Linked DNA regions of Mus musculus: regions 2 and 3 are each linked to region 1. The links are chromatin contacts, called in public Hi-C maps. All regions are on one chromosome and are shown on one strand. Each heading gives the region's core, a stretch centred on a gene start, on an enhancer-like site or on the middle of the called end of the contact. The rest is flanking DNA. Distances are from core to core; before and after follow the strand shown. Region 1 has its middle 92 kb from the start of Gm41945. Region 2 overlaps Nckap5 (NCK-associated protein 5). Region 3 overlaps Nckap5 (NCK-associated protein 5).

The links. A called contact is a pair of places that touch in the nucleus more often than the background predicts.
Region 2: a Hi-C map of the N1E-115 cell line shows a contact between it and region 1, with 5 times the contacts expected there. The contact joins two enhancer-like sites. A contact is called at or near these places in 4 of 484 Hi-C or Micro-C datasets (DN3 thymocytes, the N1E-115 cell line and embryonic stem cells) and 2 of 115 datasets of contacts at active chromatin or transcription factors (differentiating embryonic stem cells and stem cell-derived neural progenitor cells).
Region 3: a contact with region 1 is called in a Hi-C map of the N1E-115 cell line, with 4 times the contacts expected there. The contact joins two enhancer-like sites. A contact is called at or near these places in 3 of 39 promoter capture datasets (the 3T3-L1 cell line, cranial neural crest and hippocampal neurons), 5 of 484 Hi-C or Micro-C datasets (the N1E-115 cell line, cardiomyocytes, forebrain and 2 more) and 5 of 115 datasets of contacts at active chromatin or transcription factors (cardiomyocytes, embryonic basal ganglia, embryonic forebrain and 2 more).

The regions. Positions count from the first base shown.
Region 1 is chr1:126,930,270-126,933,810 of GRCm38.p6, reverse strand. No RefSeq gene overlaps it. Among named protein-coding and RNA genes, the nearest start is that of Gm41945, 92 kb to the left of the region's middle. Within about 2 kb of position 1,795, at least 12 of the 459 cell types and tissues checked have an H3K27ac peak or open chromatin away from gene starts, as enhancers often do. A contact at or near this core is called in the N1E-115 cell line, where this site is marked.
Region 2 is chr1:126,595,533-126,599,052 of GRCm38.p6, reverse strand. The region is part of intron 2 of Nckap5 (NCK-associated protein 5); the gene reads left to right. Among named protein-coding and RNA genes, the nearest start is that of Nckap5, 230 kb to the left of the region's middle. Within about 2 kb of position 1,507, at least 14 of the 459 cell types and tissues checked have an H3K27ac peak or open chromatin away from gene starts, as enhancers often do. A contact at or near this core is called in the N1E-115 cell line, where this site is marked.
Region 3 is chr1:126,468,950-126,472,490 of GRCm38.p6, reverse strand. All of the region lies in intron 3 of Nckap5 (NCK-associated protein 5), which reads left to right. Among named protein-coding and RNA genes, the nearest start is that of Nckap5, 360 kb to the left of the region's middle. Within about 2 kb of position 2,135, at least 12 of the 459 cell types and tissues checked have an H3K27ac peak or open chromatin away from gene starts, as enhancers often do. A contact at or near this core is called in the N1E-115 cell line, where this site is marked.

The sequences.
Region 1 (3,541 bases), core at 546-3,045:
AGACTGCCTTCACTGTCATCGCTGAACCCTGTTATTGCTCGCTAGCCAATCCCATTCTCTAGGAGTTGGGTTGCCTAAGTGTTGGAACTTGACCCTGGCTGATGAGGTGACAAGTCCGGTTGTAATAGAATATGTGAGTGTGGGCAGAAAACTCACACAGAGGGAAGTGTGGCTTTTTGTAGGGGAAGGGTCATATAGAATCCACTTTTAAAAGAGGAGCTTTTAAAATAATTAAGCAAAAGAAAGTGTCATGCAAGGAGAGAGCATGACCAAGGGATGATAGGCATGTAAAGGACACATAGGCACATGGGAAAGAGCTAGGAACCCTGAAGTAGAGCGTCAAGGACAGAGAGGTCAGAGTCTTCATTCTCAGGGGTATGGTGCTATTTGGAAAAGCCAGGGGCTGACAGACACCCTGCCCTTGCTCTCCTTCCTCACTCCTGCTAGCCACACCAAACTGGCAGTAAGGAGAATACCCAGCCCACACTACAGAAACCAGTCTTCAGACCAGGGAAGAAGGAGCTATGACAGGAAGGAGATGGAGGTGGCCAGCTAGAGACATAGCCAGGCAGAGGTCAGGACAGGAAGCCAAGACAAAGGACAGTTCAGTTACCAGATGGAACTCATTCCAGAACGTGGGTCTGCTGTTAGACAGGCCTCCTTGGAAAGCACTGAAAAGGGTGTTTCAGGGAAAATCAGTTTCATCTGTATGCATGTTAATGGCTGCTCTTTGAGCTGATTACCGTAGATGTAACTGAGTAGTCTCAAGAAATAGAGAGTAGCCAAGTGTTAAATAGGTTCTCAGAGGGCACTTTATCTTAAACGTTGTGCTTAGAGCACCCGGGGATGCTGCCACTGGGTCATTTGATCAAAAGCTCAAATAAAAAAAGAGAGTGGATTGTGCCCATGCCGTGGGCACAGATCAGACCCATGCCAAGGCTCCCTAGACTTCAGCTCTCCACAGTGGTACCAAGCCCCTCCCCCATATCCTCAAGCATATGACTGTTTTATTAGGCAGTGAGTGCAGCCGACAGTCTACTGAATGCATGACAGTTATCATCCTGAATCTCCTTGAGGGACTCTGAGCTCAGGACAGTATGAGAAGCCACAGCCAGCTAGTGGGGGGGAGTGATGCTAGCAAGGGGCTGTGCTTTTATGTCCTGGCTCTTCTTCTGATGATGCCAGACTTCACAGTGTTTCTGCAAAGTGGGCTTCTCTCCTCTCTCTCTCTCTCTCTCTCTCTCTCTCTCTCTCTCTCTCTCTCTCTCTCTCTCTCCCTCTCTCCCTCTCTCCCCTCTCTCCCCCTCTCCCCCTCTCTCCCTCTCTCCCTCTCTCCCTCTCCCCTCTCTCCCTCTCTCCCTCTCTCCCTCTCTCCCTCTCTCCCTCTCTCCCTCTCTCCCTCCCCCTCTCCCCCTTTCTGTTGCACATGTAAGCATGTGCATGTGGAAGTCAGAGGTCAATCCGAGCTATTTCTCAAGTACCATTCACCTTGCTGTTATGAGACAGGATCTCTTGTTGTTTGGCTTGGAGCTCACCAAGTAGGCTAGGTTGGATATGCCTATTTCCTTTTCTCCAGTTCTAGGATAACAGGCACATGCCATCATGCCTGATATTTTCGTATGACATTCCTGGTATGGAATTTGGATTCTCAGGCTTGCAAAGCAGGTACTTCACCAACTGTGCCATCTCCTGAGCCACGTTCTTCATTAGTCACGTAAGGTCTGGCTCTGTATCTCAGGCTCAGCTTGAATTCTGGGCTCTCCCTCCTTAGCAGCGGCATTTCAGTGTGAGCAATTGTCAGAGCTGCTTCTGTTTGTCTAGGTGAGCTGCAGATCAGGGTTGAAGCTACTAATTCTGGGCTCCTGCTCCACCCACTGCTGCAGCTAGATGGCGCTGCATCCATAGTTTTAGGCATGCGGTCATGGGTTTTTGGAGCATAGCTCACAAAACACACAGAAAGGAAGTTTCTTCCTGGGATTTCTTGGTGTGAAAAGCTACCTCCCAGGATTAAATTCGAGACTTATAGGAGCTGTGGGTGCATGGCACAATTTAAACATTCCTGTGTTTTCTTAATTCCCAGTAAGATGATTAGGCTGCAAGCAGAAATGTGATGAAATTCCACCAAAAAAAAAAAAAAAAAAAAAAAAGAGAGAGAGAGAGAGAGAGAGTGCAGATGTTGTGTCAGCAATCCCCCCTCCTCCTTTCTCCTGTCTTTCAATCCTGAAATGTAATCTTGCCACCTGGGCAAATGGAAATAGTATTTTATTTATTTTATTTATTTTAAAAACCTGGTGAGTAACATCTCCGGGACTATGCGGATGTCCAAATAGCTGAGAGGAAGTGAACAAGTCCAGATGCTTTATCTTCTTGGATACAGAGGTTTAACTCAGAAAGGGCACCCGTGGCCTGTGAAACAGTGCAGCGTATCTGTTAAAACGGTTTTACATATAGACGTGGGGCTGGGAAGATGGCTCAGTGGGGAAGGGGGCTTGCTGTCAAGCCAGAGGAACTGACGGATCTAAATCCAATCCCGAGACCCTACGTAGGTGCTGGAAAGAGAACTGATTTTCCCAAGCTATGTTTGACCCCCATCTGAGAGCCAAGCATGTGTGTGCCCCCCCTCCAATAACTAAATGAACGAACGTTCTTTTAGGAGAAGAACACACTGAATACATTGAGATATACAACTAATGTCTGCTAGCACACGTTTTAAAAATAAGATACACAGTTAAGATATACACGTTGTTTTTATATTTATGCTATAGATTTTGCAATTTTCAATGATAACCAGATAACACTGTGCTTAAAGGGTCAGACTATAATGAGAAAATTTGAGGAGGGAGGGGAGTAGAAAAGAATGAATATGAAACGCAAGAGAGCCTCCGAATGAATGACGCTTTGGAGCAGAGAAACGAGAAGGCCGATGGGTTTGGAATGTCCTGCACTTGAGATCTTGCAGTGTTAAACGAGACAGAAGGCAGCACCCACACAGGCGTTTGGTAACACGTAGGAGGCTAACGTCAAACTAACTTAAAGCCCAGTGCAGCAAGCCCGTGGCTGGTCGGCTGGGTGTTGTCTCAATTAAAAAGATTTCAAGTTCCATAAAAAGAGCCAAGGCAGGTTTTGGTGATGCCTATGCAGATAACATTTGGCGGAACTTTGGTGTGGGGAGAGATGTGGTCCCTCCACACAGCGGCGATGAAGGGAAGAGCAGAGACAATAGTATTTCCTCCTCAATGTTGTAGGTAGGTAGATTCTGCCGTGAATCTGACCTGTGGAAGAGAACCATCTTTTCTTTGGGGTGTCGATATGGCTTTGGAGTAGGAGCACTGTTCATCTGGAGTGGGAGCACTGTTCATCTTGCGGACAGTTTTCTTGTCTCACCTGACAGCCTAGCCTCTCATGGTAGCAGCTGAGTACCTAGAATGTAGGATCACTAACTTAAAAGGAGTTGCTAGTTATCCATGGACTCACTGTGAAAAGAGATTTTTCTAGGGCTGGCTAAGAGTGAGTACCACTGTTGCAAAGGACTAGGGTTCTG
Region 2 (3,520 bases), core at 258-2,757, 330 kb after region 1:
CAGCGCAATTCTGAGGCCTGGAGCTCACATCAAAGCACTCATGTAACAAGCTGGGAGTCTAGTATATGCGTGTCTGTAACCCCAGCTCCAAGGGTGTTGCAAAGACAGGAGGAGCACTGGGGCTTGCTGGCTTTCAGCCTAGGCTAAAAAACTTGAGGCTCTGGGTCAGTTTAGACCCTGACTCAAAGGTATAGATGGAAAATGATAGAGGATACCCAATGTCCTCTCTTAGCTTCTGAGGGCACAGACATACACAGTCACATGCTAGTGTGCATGTTCTAGTGTGCGCACACAAACACACACACAAATGGAAATAAATGAGGATACCTTTTTTCCCCTTTCCTTTTCTTTTTTTTTTAAGCACCACAAATGCATGGCATTTGTTTTCCTTGGGGAATTGATAGGCTGTCTTTGTTTTTCAGAATTCACGTCTGCTCCATGCATATAGGACGTTTCTCATTTTCTGGATTCTGGCGAGTAGCTAATAAAAGATGTTGAGCTGCTCTCCAAACAGGGCACTTTATCTCACTGGGTCCAGAGCCCCACTCAGTGTCTGACCCAGAGGAGGGGTCCCTGGGTGTTTATCGAGCAATAGTCAACCACCAGGCCATGAGGGGCAGAGGGAACCTCAGGATTATCAGCCCAGCTATTTTATTTTATTTTCATTACAGTTTAACTTACTTTGTGTGCTTGTATACCGTAGTGCACATGTGGCAGTCGGAGGACAACTTGTGGGGATTAGTATTTTTCCTTCTACTGGGGTCCTGTCGATCAAACTCAGGTTGTCAAGCTTGGTAATTCGTGCCTTTACCCAATGAGCCAACTCCCTGGACCCTAGATCTCTCTATTTATCATGTGCATACATATGAATTCTTGTGTGTGTGTTTGGGGATGGGGGGTCAGAAGACAGCTTGTGCTAGTCAGTTTCCTCCTTCCATCATGTGGATCCCAGGAATCAAACTCATGTCATCAAAGCCTTTACCCACTTCACAAGTCCAGATGTGTGCACCTCTGGAATGAAAACTGAAGTTCATCTGTATTGTACCTGTACAGGCATTCAAGTGAATTCATTTTTTCAAAGAACAAAAAAAACAAAGAAACAAAAGAGAGAGAGAGAGAGAGAGAGAGAGAGAGAGAGAGAGAGAGAGAGAGAGAGAAGCTCTCCTTGAAAGGCTCACGAGCAGAACTGTGGTATATAGGAGGCATGGTTTGCAAGGGTTTGAATATGACGTTAAAATACCTTCTTGTGGTTCAGGCTGATTTTTGTGGGGCTGGAGTTTAGCTTAATTAAGGTATCTGCAATTTACCAGCATGTTCTGCTGCCCACTGGTCAATGGAACCCCTGGTGACCAAGCACACTTGTTTAAAGTAAGAGCCAGAGGCCCTTTGACCTTTGAATATATTATCTGAGAGAGTTATGGTCATCTGGCTCCCCAGATGACCTGAGCCTGCAGCTGCTCTGCCAGCTGGCTGTCACACGCTTGCAGCAGAAAACTTGGAGGGGACTCAGCCTCACCAGATGCCTTATCTCAGAGTCCAGCTGATGCTCCACGCAGAGGGAGCCGATTCTGTGCTTTGTATATGGTGACCTGATTTAAGTGCAATAGATGATTCTTTTAATATAGTACAGGGAGCACCTTATATGTGTGGTTTACAAAGGCACAGGCTGTGGTCAGATTAGTGGCCACTGGTAACAGTGGCTACCAGATAGCAGACTACAGCGCTTTGTAAGGAACTCCAGGATACAATCTTTTTTCTTTTTTTCCACTTTTTGAAATTTATTTACTTATTTAGTGTGTGTGTGTGTGTGTGTGTGTATGTGTGTGTGTGTGTAGGTCAGAGGACATATTGAGGAGTCAGTTTTTGTCCCTTAACATATGGGGCCTGGGGATTGAGCTCAAGTCCTCAGGCTTGTTAGCAGGCACCTTTGCCCACTGAGCTATCTTGCCAGTCCCTTACTTGACATTTTTGGCCAATGATAAGATACAAACAGACATACTTCTGCAGCGGGCACCGAGGCAGAATTCGAGGGAGCTACTGGATTGGATTAATCCATGTAACCCAATGAGAGTCACTTGGGGGACAATGGGCAGAAACAGCTCGGGCTATGTATTTATTGATTTGTAAAACAGCTAAGATCAGAGCAGGCCCATTGTAGGTCAGAAAACTAGACAATGCCTACCAGTGAACTTTTGATTGTGTGGGTGGGGTCATTAGCCAGGACCTGCACCTGCTCCTGAAGTGAAGTGGCATTTAGCTCTCCTGGGAAGTTAACTTATGTCTTAAAAGATATGTAAAAATAGTAGAATATTCTCTGAAACATGCCTAGAGTATGTTGTAGAGAATCACTAAGAGACCCTGATCACAAGCAATGTGAAAAGTGAAGACACATACCAGAGGTTGTCTACCGAAAGTGCACACACTCACACACACACACACACACACACACACACACACACACAGACAGACACACACACTAAATAAGTAAAAACAAAATAGAGTAAGCATGCAGAGGAAACTGTAAATGAGGCCTTCTGTACACGGCGGTAGAGAGGCTAGAGCCGTGTATTGGATAGACTAAATGCTATATAAACTAACTTAACAGCAGACCTAAATAAAGAAGTTGGTTTTCATAGTGTGTTTTTATTTTTCCGCCTGTCAAGAAGTGAACTGAATCCACTCCCCTGCATCCCTCTGTTTTTTGTCTTTTGCTGCTCAGTGGTAATGGGGACAGAGGGCAGCCCCTGGGGCAAATGATTCCACTTGAGTTATTTGCCATGTGGGAACCAAAGGGAACAGGTTTCCGACATGAAGTGTTTTGATCTCAGAAAATCAAAAGCCCGGCTCAGTTTAGAGTGACACCTTAATTTGAGTCCCAGGGGTGTGTGCAAATAGATCACCGATGGAATCGATGTGTCTACAGATCTCTAGCTTGCGTCTGTTAGGCCTGGTGTGATTCCTACTTCATAAATAGCATCGGGAGTCGTATGTGTGTCTCTCTGTGTTTATCTGTGTGTCTGTGTTGTGCAGCTTTTAAGAACTTATTGCATTTTATGTAGGTCTTAAATTGTGATTAAATTATGATTTTAAAAATGTCATGATATTGAGAAGATCGTTGATCTTTCTTGGAAGCCACCCAAAGTAGTTCTGTTACCATAGATGGTCCCTAATGCTACCTCTGTGTCCTAAGTCCCAAGGATTGGCATATGTCCTTGAGTTCTTATTCATCACACAGTGCTCAGTTCCAGACAAATAGCACAAACTCAGATGGCCTTTGAGGTCACCAAGTCTTCAACTCTACCACTTTAAAGTGAATGGGAAAGCCTGGTGTCTGTTGGGGGCTGCCAGGTAACACACAGGGTGAAGTTAGCCAGGTGGAGAAGGTCGACATGGAGGTTGTGGTGATCACAGTGCCTGCCCCAGGGACTCAGGCATGTGTCTGCTTCTGTAACCAGAGTTGTCAAGGCCAGAGCCTGGGCTCTGACAGCCCTGTCTTCAGTAGCCAGTCAAATAGACAATA
Region 3 (3,541 bases), core at 886-3,385, 460 kb after region 1:
CATCTAGAATGTTCTTTTTACTCAAAACAAAACAACAAAGCATACAAACAAACCCCAGAACATGACTCTTGAACAGCTCAGTTCATGTACAGTGCCAGTGAGCAGTTCCTGCCCCTGAAGATTAAAACTCAGGTTTGTAATTTTTTTTTTTACATCTTCAAAGGACTCACATACCTTTTTATTTAAATGTAATGTGGACATCTAAGAACACCGAATACTTTAAAATCTAAAATAGAAACAGTATTTCATTTTTTGAGGGGTGGTGAGCTACACACCCTAGCTTACCACAGTACTTTAGTTTTGTAATCAACCAATACCGACATTCACAATATTCTGATCTTTTGTATGGAGCACTTTGTCACATAAGCTGCTAAAAAAACCTTCCCAGTGATCACCTACAAGATATCATGGAAGAAAAGTAAACTCTCGATTTGTTCTTAATGTATAGTGTCCAATTGGGATCTGTAAAGGCTTTTGATTGTCATTTTTTTTTCAAAAGTACTTCCTATTCATCTCTGTCTTTCTGTGTCTGTCTCTGTGTCTATCTGTCTGTATCTCTGTCTGTCTCTCTGTCTGTTTCTCTCTCTCTCTCTCTCTCTCTCTCTCTCTCTCTCTCTCTCTCTCTCTCTGTGTGTGTGTGTGTGTGTGTGTGTTTGGGTGTTCATGGGACAAGGTCAGCATAAAACTGTGAAAGTTGTTCTCTTTCCAATATGTGGGCACTGATGGGCAAACCTAGGTCGTCAGGCCCCATGGGAGAATCCTCAGAGTCCTTTCCCCAGCCCTGGAGTAAGTGTCTTGCTTGTAAAAAGATGATCGCATCTGTTAAGTGAAAGGCCAGAGCCCTTTAGTTCTAGCAGAATGTAATTTCAAGAGTAAGTCAGAAGTTGACCTTTCTAAATGGACTGTTAATTTAACTGTTTAGAAAAATAAAACATGCTCTTTAATGAAATTTGATACTGACAGCATTTGCTTCTTTTCAAAAATGGGTCAAAGAACTAAAAATAGAAATTGGACTGTTTTTTTTTTGTCTTAACTGTGTTTTTTATTGTTGTTGTTTTATAATTTCCATACCTAAAATCCCCCTGCATCACTCAGCTTATTGCGAAATCTGTTTGTGAGGGGAGGCTGAGGAAGATGTATCCATCCTCTTACAGCCATGGGGCTGAAAGAGCCCCAATTTTTGCAGACAGATATATACAGCATCAGTGACAGGACAAGAGGAGAAAAAGCCTTCTAACCCCAAATCAGGAGAGAAGACTCCATCATCAGCCCTATCTTACAGCTCTGGGAACTTCCTCTGTAAAAAATGTCAGACCCAGGAACAGGGCTTCTTATATGAGCTGCTGAAGACTAGATAAAGGGCCATGTTTATAAATACAAATTACATTGTGCAAACACTATCCAAACAAGGCTTCTTGGGAAAGGTCCAAAGTCAGATTCCAGAGATGAAAGTCTTTACTGAATTTTGATGGTGTCTTTAAGACACTACGTGTTCCTTATGGGAATGGTGGGGGCGAGAGAGGGTTGTCTCCATATGGGTGCTTATTGATTGCTGTTCAGAAGCCCTGTGAACTGGGACATAAAATCCAAACAAGGGAGGGAAACAATCCCTCTGATATTGAGCAGCAAACAGTTCCTGTAAAGAAGCTGCAGGAAGCAGGCATAGTTCACAGTCCAACACTGGAATGCTCCAGACAGAGCCTAGGGGTTAAATTGAAAGACCCAAAAGTCTCTCCAGAAGCCAGTTAACTGTGCCTGCTGGTTCCACACAAGAAGCAGAAAGGGAAAAATTTGTTGAAGATTCAATTCTTGACCAAGAGAATAGTAAGGTAAGATATTTTGGAAAATTCACAAACTGGAGATTCTTAGTCCAAATTTTCTTTTCTATAAGAGAGTCAACATTAAAAGATGTGTGTGTGTGTGTGTGTGTGTGTGTGTCTGTGTGTCTGTGTGTCTGTGTGCATATCTGCATATTGTCTGTCTGTGTCTGTAGTGAGTATCCTGCTTTGAAGGAAAATAGAGGCAGACACCATCCGTCCAATGAGTGCTTTGTAAATCACATTATCAGGACTTGCTTAAAGTGTTACCCAAGATTTCCTATGGAGGAGGTTGGTGGCACTGCCATATGCCATCTTGGGTCTGAGCCAGAGACACACACTGGAAGGCTTTTACATTCCAGCCGTCTCCTCCTGCCTGGCAAAGGAAAAAAAAAAAAGCACTTTTTTTTTTGTATGTGGCCTAAGTGGGCAAGTTATTTGTACACAATGGGAAGTTGAAATTTCATTTCCACATGAAATTAGTGAATAATGCCTTTCAAGGCTCGTTGAATAAGCATGCCCAAGACTCCGTCAGCATCCAAAGTCTGTTCAGGACGCCCACCATCTGGATGAAAATGGAATGAATCAGTTATCTAGCTACTTTGGTAGGGGGTGGGGGAATCAGAGGTGGGGTGTGGCCAAGAGGAAGTGTCTGGATACTATACTGAGGTTTTGGCTATTTCATCAGGACTTTGATGCAAGCCAGGTTTGTCTCTGCCAGATTCCATGCTAATATATACTGGCCTACTATGCTATACCACAAACATATGTTCTTTGATCTCCATATGTCTGGCCAACATGTATGTGCTTAATATTTTTATACTACTGTTTTTACTTTCACCATTATTTTTCATACTAATTCCAATATGTCCCCATTCATAAGGATTGGATTTGGGGATTTCACAGAATAGATGGCTCATGTGCATGACTATATCTGTAACTAGAGAGTATGTAACTATGAGACTTCATCCTCAGTGCAGTGAGAATAAAATTTGTAATATTTTTCTAAAATTTGTTTTATTTTAAGTTCTTATATTTATCTTCTTACCTAGTTTATATACTGCTGCCTGGATTATAAGCTGTGATTTGGGAAAAATATCTTACTTTATTATTTTGGTATCACCTTTTGATGAAGTAAGGCAGGATTATCTTTTGGTAGAAGATATGGGTGATATGCCTACATGTAATAATTAAAGTTCAGATGTGGAAACCAGACCAACAGAAGCAGATGGAAATGTCTCCCAGGTGAGTATGAATTTTTATTTGCAAAAATGAGACTTGTGCCAACAATCCATTGTGCCTGATTTTGATCATTTTAAAAAAATGTGATGGAAGCCTGGGTTTGCCTTTGAATAAAGATGAATAAGATATGTTCAATTCCGTTTAACATGCTTTGGAATTTAGTACATGAATAGAGTCTGAATGAAAAGTAGCAGGGGTTGAGGGAAATTAGTTACTGGGTTGTAAAGTGACTGGTTGGTTTGAAAACTTAGGGATATCAGAAAAGTCAGAATCCAGCTGGCCCTCTCAGACCTTCCCTTCCCTGTAATGTGATTCTCAAAGAGGAGAGAGGACGTGGGGAGAAATGAATTAGCAGAAAGAGTCTTAGGAATTCAGGATTCTAGAATTGAGTGGTATGGTGTTTTGGAGAATATATTTCTAAACCTGGGACCTGCATTTTGTGTGCTCTCATGTTGTGTGCTCTTGGACATCCTCTTGCCTTG